Linked DNA regions of Mus musculus: all the other regions are linked to region 2. The links are chromatin contacts, called in public Hi-C and promoter capture Hi-C maps. All regions are on one chromosome and are shown on one strand. The core of a region is the stretch at or near the end of the contact, and the rest is flanking DNA. Distances in the headings are between cores, read along the strand shown.

The links. Promoter capture Hi-C pulls out the DNA fragments that hold promoters and counts their contacts. Hi-C and Micro-C count contacts between places; a contact is called where the count stands out from the background.
Region 1: a promoter capture Hi-C map of hippocampal neurons shows a contact between it and region 2, with 2.2 times the contacts expected there. The contact joins the promoter of Lrrc55 here to the promoter of Tnks1bp1 in region 2. A contact is called at or near these places in 2 of 39 promoter capture datasets (hippocampal neurons and liver), 1 of 115 datasets of contacts at active chromatin or transcription factors (pancreatic cancer cells) and 1 of 9 other capture datasets (pancreatic islet).
Region 3: a Hi-C map of rod photoreceptor shows a contact between it and region 2, with 5 times the contacts expected there. The contact joins the promoter of Timm10 here to the promoter of Tnks1bp1 in region 2. A contact is called at or near these places in 19 of 39 promoter capture datasets (the C10 cell line, the SN4741 cell line, cranial neural crest and 13 more), 1 of 15 datasets of contacts at CTCF or cohesin (the NIH/3T3 cell line), 19 of 484 Hi-C or Micro-C datasets (CD4 T cells, CD8 T cells, Sertoli cells and 12 more), 15 of 115 datasets of contacts at active chromatin or transcription factors (the 230-238 cell line, effector CD8 T cells, embryonic forebrain and 7 more) and 4 of 9 other capture datasets (adipose tissue, liver, macrophages and 1 more).

The regions. Positions count from the first base shown.
Region 1 is chr2:85,196,408-85,201,092 of GRCm38.p6, forward strand. It overlaps Lrrc55 (leucine rich repeat containing 55), which reads right to left and starts at 2,343. Exons shown (of 3, transcript NM_001033346.4): 1 at 2,037-2,343; 2 at 1-1,100. The coding sequence starts at 232.
Region 2 is chr2:85,048,657-85,053,290 of GRCm38.p6, forward strand. It overlaps Tnks1bp1 (tankyrase 1 binding protein 1), which reads left to right and starts at 1,804. Exons shown (of 12, transcript NM_001081260.2): 1 at 1,804-1,904; 2 at 2,205-2,317; 3 at 3,269-3,899. The coding sequence starts at 2,224.
Region 3 is chr2:84,825,645-84,830,092 of GRCm38.p6, forward strand. It overlaps Timm10 (translocase of inner mitochondrial membrane 10), which reads left to right and starts at 1,377. Exons shown (of 3, transcript NM_013899.2): 1 at 1,377-1,503; 2 at 1,955-2,069; 3 at 4,146-4,448. The coding sequence starts at 1,999. The coding sequence ends at 4,347. It also overlaps a transcript of Smtnl1 not described here.

The DNA of each region.
Region 1 (4,685 bases), core at 1,093-3,592, 150 kb after region 2:
CAATGCGATTGTGGGCTAGGCTGAGGTTGCGGGTGTCCATTGGCAGGTCCGGGGGTACAGAGAACAGCCGCTGGTTGCTGCAGTCCACTACTTGGTTACGACATGTACAAAGGACTGGGCAACTGGTACCCGCATCAGAGTGCATCACCCCAGCTGCCAAGAGGAAGAAGACCAGCAACAAGGCTGAGTGGGGAGGCCCAGGCCAGGGAAGTTGGGCCCAGGTGTCACCCATCTTTGGCAGCTGGCAGCAGCAGTGCTGTAGGGAGCCCATGAGAGCGGTGTCCCTAGGTCCAACAGTCAAGTTACAGGGATGCTGCTACATTAGAGGCCTGAGTCTGGAAGGTGGGGCTTTTGCGAGAGTGCTATCATGGCTCAACACTTCCTTGAGAGCCTCTCAACACCCAAGGACTTCCTAAGATTCATAGGATGTCCCTTTGTAGACCCTGGGGAGCATGGACCCAGTTGAGGTACCCCAGGGTCTGAAAGGATGATCAAAGCTTAAGAAACTAGGGGAACAAGGATGGAGCTGGAACAGCTGTCAGCAGGCCCTGGAAGGGTCCCTGTAGATCTTTTGTGCTTCTGTCACCCATGCCTGCTGGATGCTTCCTCTTGTGCTGTGTCTGACAGGTGGGTGGGGCAGGGGAGGATGTGAGGGGGATGAAAGGTGCCCTTTAAAGGTCCTGGCACTTCATCTAAGAAAACTTAAGCCCTGTCCTAGGTCTGGGACTGATTAGGAAGTCAGAACGGCACCTTGATCTCCAACATTCAAGGTCCCAGAGGCCATTTCTCCTGGTGGCCCAGTGGGCATGAGTTCACAAGAGACCTGGGGCCAGAGATTTAGGATGGGGGAGAAGTATGTTCCCATGGGTCTCCTAGAAGCCTGAACATTCAGTCTCAGTGGTCTCTGGATTCTCAAGGGATGCTCTTTGCTTCCCAGAGAGGGGTGAGTCCCAAGTGACACCCACTGTCTGGACCACGAAATGTGGAAAACACCATGAGTCTGGAGGCACAGGTAAGGGTCAGTTACAAAAGCATTATCTATGTCTTCAAGCTGTCACCATGCTCAGCTGTGCACTCAGCAGGCGGAGGCAGAAGTCACTCTGTCAACAAGAAAAGCATTCAGGCAAAGAAATCTAGTGTCCTTACATCCCTGCCCCCTTGCCTTGCTCCTTTGTCTTCACTCCTCCTTACTTTACTCTTCTTTCTTCTTTGAACCTATCTGTTCCCAACCACAAAGTTCTTTGCTCACTATCTTTCAGATGAGGACCACAGTGAGCTCAGAAACCCAGTCTACACCCACCTACTAACCGCATCCATCTGACCTGAAATTCTTCTCCTAGGTTTCTGTCCGGAGTTGGGTGCATTTTCTTCTATTGCTCATAGCTCCACCCTCGTGAGCACCAAATACCCCACCCTGAAAAACTCCCCAAGAAAAACATGCATCTAAGCTCTGGCAGTTTGTACACCCCTCTTATCCACTTTTTCAGCCCCCCCCCATCTCTTTCTTACACACACACACACACACATACACACACACACACACACACACACACACACACACACACACACACACTCACACACACATACTTTCACTGTACCCCCTCCCAGCTTCTTTCTACACACATTCCCTACCCAAGTGTGCCCCGGCATCTTTTATACCACAGCACAGCCCTAACCCCAGCATCCTTTTATGTTCTACTCTCCAGCTCCCAGCCTCCTGCTTAAGCCCACACACATACTTGGTCTGGCAAAGAGATGGAGAACCTCATCCCACCCAGGGCCTCACCCCGCTGCTCATCCCTCACTCTCTGTGGCTTCAGCTTTTCTTTTACTCACCTGCTGTCCTCACTTGCCCCCACTACCCCCACCCCTTTATCCCGTCGTCGCTCGGTCATTTCCCCACCCAGTTCCCCACTGCTTCGTAGCTTCAGTCTCACCCATTGGGAAATCACCCCGGCACCCCCTTATACAGACTAATTTTTCTTAGCTTCGGGGTCTTCTGCTATACTCCCGCGGGCCCTCAGGAGACTACTCACTCTGTTCCAAGGACACAGACATCAATCTTACGCAGACGAACGGCTCTGCCTCCCTCATCCTGGAATCCCCCGCTCCTTTGCTTGCTAGCTTCCGAACAGATTGCCTATCCGGCTCTTCCCCTCCCCCGACTCTCCTCTTCCATGTCTCCTGCATCCCAGGCCAGCATCTTCTGCGGTTTCCTGTCCTGTGGTCCCTGTGCCCCTTCTTTTACGCTGAAAGGAAATTTGAGAGAGGATGCTTAGAAAGTTCACAGAATCTGAATGCCTCTTGGGAAACTCAGCTGGTGCCGAGGCTGCCTTGGTGTGTGGCTTCCGCCAGAGCCAGGTCTTCCCCTCCCTCCTCTCTCTCTCTGGCTCTCCCCCTCCCTCCATCCTTCTCTCCTCCTCTCTCTCTTTCACTCCCCTTTTTTTTCCTCGAGGGCCAGGTAATGACGTTTCACTGTCTCTTAGCAACTGCCTCCACATCTCTGAGCAACAGGGGGAACTGGCTATAGACCCCACCAAGATGAGAAAAGAGAATGAAGTACTCCTGGTGAATTTACAGCCACCCTCAGGGTCCTAGTGGGTAGGGCAAGGGGAAGAAAGGAGAGGAGGGTAGGCAGCCCCAGAACAGGGATTAGGGCAGAAGAGCAGGCAATGGAGAGAGGGCAAGAGGGCTCTCCAGGAAAGGATAGAGCATTGGTCTGAAATCTTAGATGGAACATGGAGAGTTTAAGTGCATCTCACTCCACAGGGATACAAGAGAAGGCATAAAATGGGGAGAGGAATGTAATGGGGATGGGGAAAAGCAAAATAGATGAGAGCAATGAAGGCAAGCATAATGATGGGCAGAGAAAAGAAACATGGTTGATTCTTAGTGTTTGTTTATCCGATGGGCAAATGTTTTCTATTTAGCTGCTTTATGACATCTGTGTCCAGGTTGGAGCACCAGGTGATTAGATGAAGCTTGCATATTAGAAAGAATTACAGGTGAATTATTTCCTCTGCTCCTTGTTTCTAAGCCCTTACCCCATGAGTTATCTGAGGCTAGGGGATTCAGCTGGAGTACCAATTGAGCTGAGAGCCCTTGGGATGCAAGGAAACAATTGCCTAGTTTAAATGAGGGTACCTGGACCACTACAGATTCTTGGTTATATCCTTAGGGAATGGAAGTGGCCAGTAAAAAGTATCATGGTCCTGGGTTGGGTAAAAGTCCCGCAGTACAAACACAAAACTGGGGTCTTGATCCTCAGTACTGTGTAGCTGCCTGGCACAGAGATCTTGACTCAGTGTGCAAGGTGGAGAGTTATTGAGACACCTCTGGCCTCCACATGCATGTGAACACATGTGTATGCACACATAAATGAACATGGATATGCATATATTTAATACACACACCCACACTTGCACGCGTGCGCACACACACACAGACACACACACAGACACACACACACACACACAGACACACACACACACACACACACAGATACACACACACACACACAGACACACACACACAGATACACACACACACACACACAGACACCCATGGTCAAAGAACACTATGCTTCTTTCTTCTTTCTAAGGGTTCTAGGAATCCCTTTTGTTGTTCTGTTCCCTTTAAGATTCTCATTCTATTGAGTTCAGATGAAAGTGAAATTCACACAATCTCTTTTCTTTTCTTCTCTCTCTCTCTCTCTTTCTTTCTTTTTTGTTCTTTTTTTGTTTTTTGTAGCCCTGGCTGTCCTGGAACTCACTTTGTAGACCAGGTTGGCCTCAAACTCAGAAATCTGCCTGCCTCTGCCTCCCAAGTGCTGGGATTAAAGGCGTGTGTCACCACGCCTGGTACCATCTCTTTTCTTGAGTAAGTGTCTTTACAGTGGGTCATAATTTGCACATTGGCTTGGCTAGTTGGTTTGATTAAATAGGTGGTTTCTCTCTTCTCTCTCCCTTCTCCTCTTCCCCTCTCCTCCTCTTCCTTTCTCCTCTCCTTATCTCACTTCTCTCCTCTTTTCTCTCATCAGGTGTCTTGCTGTGCAGTTCAGGTTGACCTTGAATTCTCAATCTTCTTGCCTCCTTAGTGCTGTTGCATTACAACCTCCACATTTGCTTTCTTTTCCTTTAAAAATAACTCTTTGTACATTTACCATTTGCTAAATAATTGACCAGATGGTAGGTTTATAGCTTAGGAGATTTATATAGGACTGGGGAAATGGCTCAGTTGGTAAAGCACTTTCCATACAAGCACGGAGACCTGAATTCTACCCTTAGCATCCAAGTAAAAAGCTGGGTGTAGCGCTGCAAGCTTGTAATCCCAGTGCTATCTCAAAAAACTCCCGAAGAATAAATGACACCCAAGGTTGATCTCTGACTTCTATGCAAAATGTACCTGTGCACTCGCTCGAGCACACACACACACCCCACATACTTGGGCATGTACACACAGAGATTTATATAGATAATCCCTTAGAGGTCTGACATTGGCTCTATGCTTTCAGTCTGCTGACCTGGGGCTTATTGTATCTAAATGATATCTTATGTTTAGATGGGGGGAATGGAATGATGCTATAGAGAAGAAACTTGAGTTTACACAGGTTCTGGGCCTTTAGGAAGTTCTGTAGGTCAGTGACTTCACCCTGTCTATTGAGATTCACCTTCAAATATGATTAT
Region 2 (4,634 bases), core at 554-3,053:
GCTGTTCCATCTTCCTGTTGGCCCCCCTCTTCCAACACTTAGCCCTCCTGATCGCACTAGCTGAACATCCAGTGGTAGACCTTTAGGGACGACCCTGCTTGCCCTCAGGCCCTTCTGAGTGTCTGTCCAGGGCTGGGGCTACATAGCTCCTTTCCATTCTTTGGGGGCAGCCTCTACTCCCAGGGCTGCCTGATTTCCCTAGACCACTAAGAGTGGGGAGTTCTTGAGGTACTGCGATTCTGCAGCTTATGGACATGGCCTTGGTTACCTGGGGCTCCTGGCTGGGGCCTGTGTACTGTAACCGCCTCCCCTGTTGGGGACTCGGAGCCTGTTTTCATCTCTGCAGCTCTTTCTAACCTCAGAGGTGTCCATCAAGCCCCTATCTCAACCGCAGGTGAGAGGGTTTTTCTGTTTTGGACTAGTTTTTCTCCATTTCTAACCACCTTCACCATATCCCTTGTAATAATGTTCAAGGACAAGCAAGCAATCTTGTATATATTTTTAATTTAATTTAATTTTTCTGTCATCTCTCCGCCTTCAAGCGTTATTCACCCACATACAAGGAAAACAGCCCCTGGTAGTTGGCTGATCAGCCTTTTGACATTGACGGAGTTACTGTCTGTACCCTCTTTAAATAAGCTGGGACAGGGTCAAGCGGATGGGGACATCTTTTGCAAAGGCTGGGCACCACAGGTCTCTTAGAATTGAGAACTGTCTTCTCAGAGCAGCTGGAGTGGGAGGGGAGCCTTGAGGTTGGAGAGGGTTGGGTTGCCCTCCAGGGCTCTGTGCATTCCATGTGTTTGGCATGTCTCCCTTGCTCTTGAACCAGAGGAGCAGTGTTCACTAGTCACCACCAGAGCCGGAGGGGGGGCTTGAGAGTGGGAGGGTGCTTCAGCAGCCAGGGTGGGAACTGAGGGGGTGGAAGGCCTGAAGAATTTGAGGTGGGGGGGACATGAAGGAATGGTCTAGAGACGCAGCCTACGGTAGGGGGAGAGGTAGGTAGAGGTGGTTACCAAGGATGCTAGTTAGCTCATGGGAGACACTGAATGGAGTCACATTAATAATGGCCAACTGTTACTTACCACTTCCAGGCTTGGTATTTTGCATGCATTGTTTGACTTGAAACTCATTTAATACTTTTTTTTTTTTTTAAGCAGTATGCCTTAGACTAGTCGCACAGCTCTGAAGTGACAGACCCATTTAGTTGTTAGATCTTACAATATCAGCTCCAGAGGCTCCTGGCACAGGCTACTACCATGTGGCTATCATCTGGTTTAGTTTCTTCTGACCCCTCAAAACTCCTTTAGGGTGCACACCCATTCCTATGTCACAGGCTTTTGCAGGTCCCTCCCTGACTGTCCTGGAAGGGGCAACCCCAGGGAGTTTTCCTCTCAGTTACACCCCCCACCCCACAAGCAATCAAGCCCAGTCTGTCCTCCCTGCCCATCCTGGGCCGGCTCCTCCTTCCCCTTGGCTAGGCCCTGGAAATCCAGTGGGAGGCCATTGCTATGGTAACAGGACTAGGCCCTGGCTTTACCTCATCAAATTCCAAGCTGAAGCCAAAACGATTGAGAAATTAAAGGGAAAAAAATGTATTCCAGATGCTTACTTTTTATTTCTTATGTCCCTGTGTTTGGATGAGACAGCTCTTGAGTGCTGGAGGGGGGCAGGGATGTGAAAGGAGAATGGGGGGGGGGTAGGGAGCCACTCCCAGCCGTGGAGGGAGGGAGGAGAATGGGAAGAGGGGGGCCGGCTGTGGGGCGGAGCCCCAGGTTGGGGAGGAGCGGGTTTTTCCCGTCCCATGAGGTGATTCCAGAGACTTGAGAGTTTCTGGCCTTCTTGCTCCGCTCAGAGTGGACACCTCTAGTGGGGCTCCCTGACCCGAGAGGGTTGCCTCAGGAGCTGTAAGTAGGGTATCACAGGACGGATCCTGGGGGTGGTGTGGGTGGAGGTGGCTCCCTCCTGTGCTGGATCACTGAGGTTCAGAGCCAAGGGTTGGAGAGTCGTGTCAAGAGTTGAGGATGTGGCTGTGGGAACCTTCCCGGCCTCCCCCTGGAGTTCGCTCTTCCTGTCCCACACTGCCTGGGTTAGAAATAGACTTCCTTGGCTAAGCCTGTTGCCTTTCTCAGCTTTCCCTTCTCCACCTCTCCCTTCCCTGGGTCTTCAGTCACTTCGGCCGGCTCACACTGCTTCCTATTTCTCAGGCAGGGTGTGCCCTATGTGATGAAAGGATCCACTCTCAGGGAAGGCACAGCCATGGCTTCCCCACTGCCCCAGGATATGGAGGAGGAGCTGGCGCCTGTTGGCTCCGAGCCAGGTACCAATGGGTGCTGGGTGCAGGGTGGGGCCGTTGGCTGGGAGGAGGGCCGGGGGTGGGGTGGAGGCTGCACCCCTCTTCCGTCCCGGCAGGTAGCTGGAGTGACAGTGGAGGTGAGAGGCAGTGAGTCTGAAATGAGTGCTCACGGGCCTTGGCATCTGGTGGGAGTGAGGTAGAGCCCCAGCCGGTATGGAAGCAGAGCCTTTGAGACAACTCCAGGGAGCCTTGGAGGAGGAGACACTGAGGCACAGAAGGAGAATGGAGTGCCCTTCTTTCTCCCTGTCTAGACTTTTTAAATGCTTAGCTGAATGAGTGGGTGATACAAGATTCTATTATAGAAGGTTGTGGCCGTGAGTAATTCCCAAGGTCTTTTATTTGGCATTACAATGCCTTATATAGAAGGTGGATTTCTGCCCTTGTTTTTTTTTTTTTTTTTTCCTTCTTCCTTCCTGTGGCAGATTTACTTCTGTTTGACATAGGTCAATAGAAAGCTTGCATTCCTGATAATGAACTGGATGACTGAGGTGGCAAGAGGAAGAGGTGCAGCAGGGTGTACAAGGGGAGCTCAGCTAGGGTCAAAACTTCACTATGGAAATGTGGTGTAAAGAAATAGGGCTCCATCGGGTTCCCAGGCTGACAGTATGGTGAGGCCAGGCAAGTGGGTATGCTTATCTGCTCCATTCATTCATTCGATAGGAACCTGTGTTAGGAGCAAAATAGGATGCTAGAGGGATAAGGGGTCAAAGCCCACGTTGTAGGAGTTTGGAGAAGGTAGGCTATATAATGGGATGTGAAAAACCAAGGAAGCCTTCCTGGAACAGGCGGTACTGACTTGCACCTAGAACGATGGGTTCCAAGGTTGGAGTGTGGAAGATTCGGTGCAGCAGGAGTCACAAGAATTTATGTCTCATGGTTCTTCTGACAGTTCCTAATGAATCCTTCCTTCCGAAGGTGACCCACGAGCCAAGCCCCCTGTCAAGCCCAAACCCCGGGGCTTGCCCAGCAAGCCAGCTCTGCCTGCCAAACCCAGCCTCCTGGTGCCTGTTGGGCCTCGCCCTCCTCGGGGTCCCCTGGCTGAGCTGCCTTCTGCCCGGAAGATGAACATGCTGGCAGGACCTCAGCCCTATGGGGTCAGCAAGCGTCCCCTCCCGTTTGCACCAAGGCCTTCAGCTGAAGCAACCGCTGGAGGAGACGTTACCCAAGAGTCTGGGAAGGAGGATGCTGGGAAAGAAGACTTGCCCCCTCTCACACCCCCAGCTCGGTGCGCTGCCCTGGGAGGTGTGAGGAAGGCCCCTGCCCCTTTCCGTCCCTCCTCTGAGCGGTTTGCAGCCTGTACAGTAGAAGAAATTTTGGCCAAGATGGAGCAGCCACGGAAAGAGATCCTGGCCAGCCCTGACCGCCTCTGGGGCTCCCGCCTCACTTTTAACCACGATGGCAGCTCTCGATATGGCCCCAGGACCTATGGTGCCCCCTGCCCCAGAGAGGAGGATAGTAAGTCCCCTGCCAAAGGACGGTCCCAGGAGGGGACAGCAGAGATTCCTGCAGAGTGCCAGGAAGAGCATAGCAAGACTCCTGAGGAGAGGTAAGGGCTGAGAAGAGTTTGTATAGTTCCTTGAAGTCTTAAAGGGGCTATGGAGGAAGTGGGCTCAAGTTTGGGTTATCATCTTTACTGTCAGGTTACTTAGGTGAATTCAGGCAAACCCAGGCTAAGGCCCAGAGCATCTCTGTAGCAAATGGTGGAGTTACTTCTCTCTCTCTCTGTGTGTGTGTGTGAGTCTGTGTCTGTGGTGCATGTGTAGTGTTAGGAATTGAACCCAGGGCCTTGTTCATGCTAGACAAGTGCTTTATCATTGAGCTACATCCCCAGCCCACTGTAGTTCTCTTTACAGAGTTGATACGTGTTATGCTAGAGAGGCATACTATTCAGCAGACTAGTTTGTAGTCCATTGAGTACATATCCGTGCTATTTGGAGGAAGGGATTGATAAGTCCATTTTAGAGATTGGAAAATCAAGGCTCCAGAGTGACTTCCTGGAGTCTCTCAATTTAAATCCCGATGTGTATGATTCTAAAACCTGTGATCTTAACTGCTAGGTCTCATGTGGCAGAGCACCATGCGGGGACCTCAGGGAGGGGTATGTTGGAATCTGTACAGTACAGATTTCCCCTCTGAGGAGGAGTGTGATGCGCTTCAACTAATTTCTGCATAGAGAATTCTTCTATTTGGAGACATTTTCTCAGTTGCACTTCTTACCCATAGCCGGCCTGCATGTAAGGGAGGCCTCCTTGGGTTAGTGGACACATGATCTGGAGGGACA
Region 3 (4,448 bases), core at 127-2,626, 220 kb before region 2:
TTGTTTGTTTGTTTTTTACATCACTCTGGTTGCTGCGAGAATCAGTTGTCCTTTGACCTCCTTTGATCCTACCATGGGCTCCTCCTCCTCCTTCTTCAATATATTTATTTTCTGTATCTATGAGTACACTGTAGCTCTGACACACCAGAAGAGGCACTGGATTCCATTACAGATGGTTGTGAGTCACCTTGTGGTTGCTGGGAATTGAACTCAAGACCTCTGGAACAGCAGTCAGTACTCTTAGCCACTGAGCCATCTCTCCAGCCCAAGGACACATGTTCTTATAAATAAATTTAAATTTAAAAATAGTATATCAAATGACCTGTGTAGTTCAGTTGTGGAGGGTTTGCATGAGACCCTGGATTCAACCTTCAGCACTGTGGAAGAGAGATGAAAAAAACATCACTATTAGCTGAGAATGTGAAAATAGCACTTTGGGAAAAAGACTTCATCTGCTAAAGATAATAGATCAAGAAAATGTGACTAAATAGTAAGAATTATTAAATCTTGGGGATAGATTCAATGACGTTCATTAGACTGTGTTCTGTGTTGTGAATTTGCCCTAATAAAATTTTAAAGGGATAAACCCAATGCTTTTTATTATTACATTTATTTATTTACTTACTTTATTTATTGTGCATGTGTAGGGCTATAATAAAGAAGTGCAGTAAAACATGTTGCAGCACTGGGGCAGTTGATAGAGTGCTTGCCTAAGCATGTGGTCCTGTTTTCATCCCAACATTGCAAAAGTCAGGCATAATGGCGCTTATCTGTAGCCGAAGCACTAGTGAGGTGGAGGCAGGTTCGTAAGTTCTAGGTCATCTTCGGCTACACCGCAAATTAGAGAGCAGCCTAGGTTCCATGGGACCCTGCCTCAAAAGCAAATAAAGACAATCTCTATACATGTTTCTTTTTTTCTGCGAGCAGCGATCGTGTATCTTCTCTGCAACTCCACTAGTTAATGTTGCACACTGCTCCCCGGGATTCTGATTTCAGGGGTATGAGGTAACGTCTGGGCGCTGAGGTGTTTTTTTTTTTTTTTTTTTTTTTTTTTTAAAGTGCTCCAGGTGTTTTAACATGCAAAATTGACAGGCTCCTTTGGGAAACGTTCTCCTTTCTTCACATAAGATCCGTCTGCGCTCTGGCGTGGGCTCTCCATGGTGGGTTCAGGGAGCCAAGCTTCTTCCACACTGCAAACGCTCAGGCGTCTCCCGGACAACCGGAGGGATGGAATGCTAACAAGGCTGCCGGCGCTCTGCCACTCACTCAGCATTCTATGGTACTTTGGAGTCCACTCTAGCAAATTAAGGTCGGTTTCTCTATGGTAGCCGGTTTCCCAGCGCAGCCTGGTCGGCGTTTTCTTCCGGATCAAAGAAGAGGCTAGACTTCCTTCCGGAAGTGACCCACGTGCTTCTTATTTCGCCTGCCTTGGTACCCGGTAACTTTTTACTATTGACCCGAAGTTGGGGACGTTGCGGGAGCTGTGACCTGCCCCAGGCCGTGGTGAGTGGGCCGTGGTGTCTGATACCCAGGGTAACCCTGATTCCTGATTATGCCATTGCCGTGACAGAGGCTCAGCCTTTAGACCCACCCCGGGAACCTAGGCTGTGGTTAGGGTCACATTCTCGGGGCTGCATGGGTTCAGACCCACGGTTTTGTGTGTTCCGTCCCAACTGTCAATCCTCTGGCTCTAGGAGTGATCTCGAGGTACTAAGAGGGCTCGGTTTCCATCCCCGAGCCCCATGACATCGCGAGTGACCTTGAGCTGGACACTGTCCTCTTTAAGGGCCTCATCTCCACTTCTGTTAAGAGGGCTGATTACGTTTACTGAGCGGGGTATTGGTCCCCGCTGGTCTGAAACACTGTAATTCCTCGCGCCCTCCAGCCCCCCCGGGGGGGTGGTACTAGGGTGAACCGGGAGGGATCGATGCTGACTGATCATGTCCGCTCCTAGGACTAAAGACCAGGAGGCTATTCTCTCCACGGTGCTAAGTTGACATGGATCCGCTCAGAGCCCAGCAGCTGGCTGCGGAGCTGGAGGTGGAGATGATGGCTGACATGTACAACAGGTAAAGAGAAGCACTCGGCTTCACCTTGTCTAGGAAAACTCGCCCTAGTCACCCCTAGCCCGACAGAGTGAAGCACTTGTAACGAATGCTTTCGATAAGGTAGTGGAGCCAAGTCCCGCCCTCCTAATCCCGCCCCACCCTCACCGCGTGCTTCGCTGAAGTAAATACAGGTCACTGGAAGGACTTGGTTGGCTATTTGGAGGGAATAAAAGGGGTGTATGATGGAGAATCTCCTGCCCAGGCTCTGCTGAGTATCAAGAACATATAAGCACTTTCTCTTCTCTTCTCTTCTCTTCTCTTCTCTTCTCTTCTCTTCTCTTCTCTTCTCTTCTCTTCTCTTCTCTTCTCTTCTCTCCTCGTTTCCATCTTTCTTTCTCCTTAGATAGCCCATTTACCCTTGTTTATGTAGTTTATGTATTTTGTGTTTGTTTATGAATGCCAACATGCATGCCATAGCGCCACACATGTGGAGGTCAGAGGGCAGCTTAATAGGATCTCATCTTGGATTGAACTCAAATCTTCTGGTTTGGCAGCAAGTGCCTTTGCCGCCTAAGCCTTCTGAACAGCCATTTAGTAATGAATAGTATTTAGTTGCTAATATTTATTAATGTTTTTCTTCCTTTTTGGGGGGGATGGAGTGGATGTTGTTTTGTTCTTGTTTTTCACGATGGGGCTTCTCTGTGTTGCCTTGGTTGTCAGCTTAATCTGTATAGACCAGGCTGGCCTCACTCTCAGAGATCCACCTGTCTCATTCTCTTGGGTGCTGGGATTAAAGGTGTGCACACTCGGCCTAAATTATACTTTAACTCTGTGTTAGGCATTTGCAAAGCATTTTATATATATTATCACTTTAAATTTATTTATTTGTTTGTTTACTTGTTTTCTGTGTATGGATGTTTTGCTTGCATGCCCGCAGAGGCCAGTAGAGGGCATCATATCTCCAGGAACTGGAGTCAAAGATAGTTGTGGGCTACCGTGTGGGTGCTGGGAACCTAACCTAGGTCCTCTGCAAGAGCAGTCAGTTCTCTTAACCACTTTCCAGGCCCCCATTATCAGTTTTGTAAATAGTTAAAAATAATTCAAAGGGAGAAGGGGATATAATAACGTAGGATTTTTGTCTAGAATGCAGGATGCCCTTGGTTTGATCTTGACATGGTGCCTATAATTTCAGCAGTTAGAGGCCAGAGACTAAATAGTTCAGGATCATTCTTGGCTATATAGTGGGTTCAAAACCAGCCTGGGATAGATGAGACCAGTCTCAAAAGAAAGAAAGGGAAGAAAGAAAGAAAATCAGTGGGTTAATTTTATTAGTACTATTTTAACACAGGGGAATTGAGGTGTCAAGGGGTTTAATAATCTCAGGGGCTGTAGCTGGTCAGTAGCAATGTCAGGACCAGAACTTCAGCCTGACTTCAAACTACTGCTTGTAGCCGTTTGGAAACATCTTGCTGCACCATCAGCAGCTGAGTGTCTTTAGGCTGAATGTCATAACTGGTTACTCATCAGTAAAACTGACCTAAGAAGCACTGCTCCCTCCATAAAGACATTGCAATATTAAACTGAAAGCCTCTAGCATTAGCACATCATACAGGAACCAGCAGGTATCTGCTGGTTTTCGACAGCAGCTCTCGGTAGGTTTGTCTTGGAGACTACAAATTGGAATGGTTTTTAAAATACAGACTGCGCAGTCAGACTACCTAGCTTTGTGTGACCCTCAGCTCTTACTGAGCTGTGTCTTAATTTCCTCGTCTGTAAAGTGGGGATAGTGATTGTGCCTGCCCCAGTGGGTTACTGTGAGGGTTGCATGACAGAACCTGTATTAGCCCTTAGCGTGACGCCTGGCACACAGCCGGTGTTCAGCAAGTGCTTCCTCTTTAACTAGTCTTGTACATGACTCAAAGAAGAGTCTTAGTTGGAAAAGCGTTCCAAGGTGGTTGAAGTGAAAACTGGGGGTTCCCGCTGTTTTCTTGACGGAGGGAACGAGGCAAGAATCAATGCAGCAGGGTTGGGCTTGTTGAAGGTGCCTGGGATGCTCCAGGAAGTCACTGATACAACCTTGTTCTTCTCTAATCCCAGAATGACCAGTGCCTGCCACCGGAAGTGCGTGCCTCCCCACTACAAGGAGGCAGAGCTGTCCAAAGGCGAGTCTGTGTGTCTGGACCGATGTGTATCCAAGTACTTGGACATCCATGAGAGGATGGGCAAAAAGTTGACAGAGCTGTCAATGCAGGATGAGGAGCTGATGAAGAGGGTACAGCAGAGCTCGGGGCCTGCATGACGCCCCAGGCTGTCTACACCTGAGGTGTACCTTGCCACTTGCCTGATTAAAGTGTCCCTAATGGATGTCACATGTGAAACCTGTCATACTTAGGCCCTTGA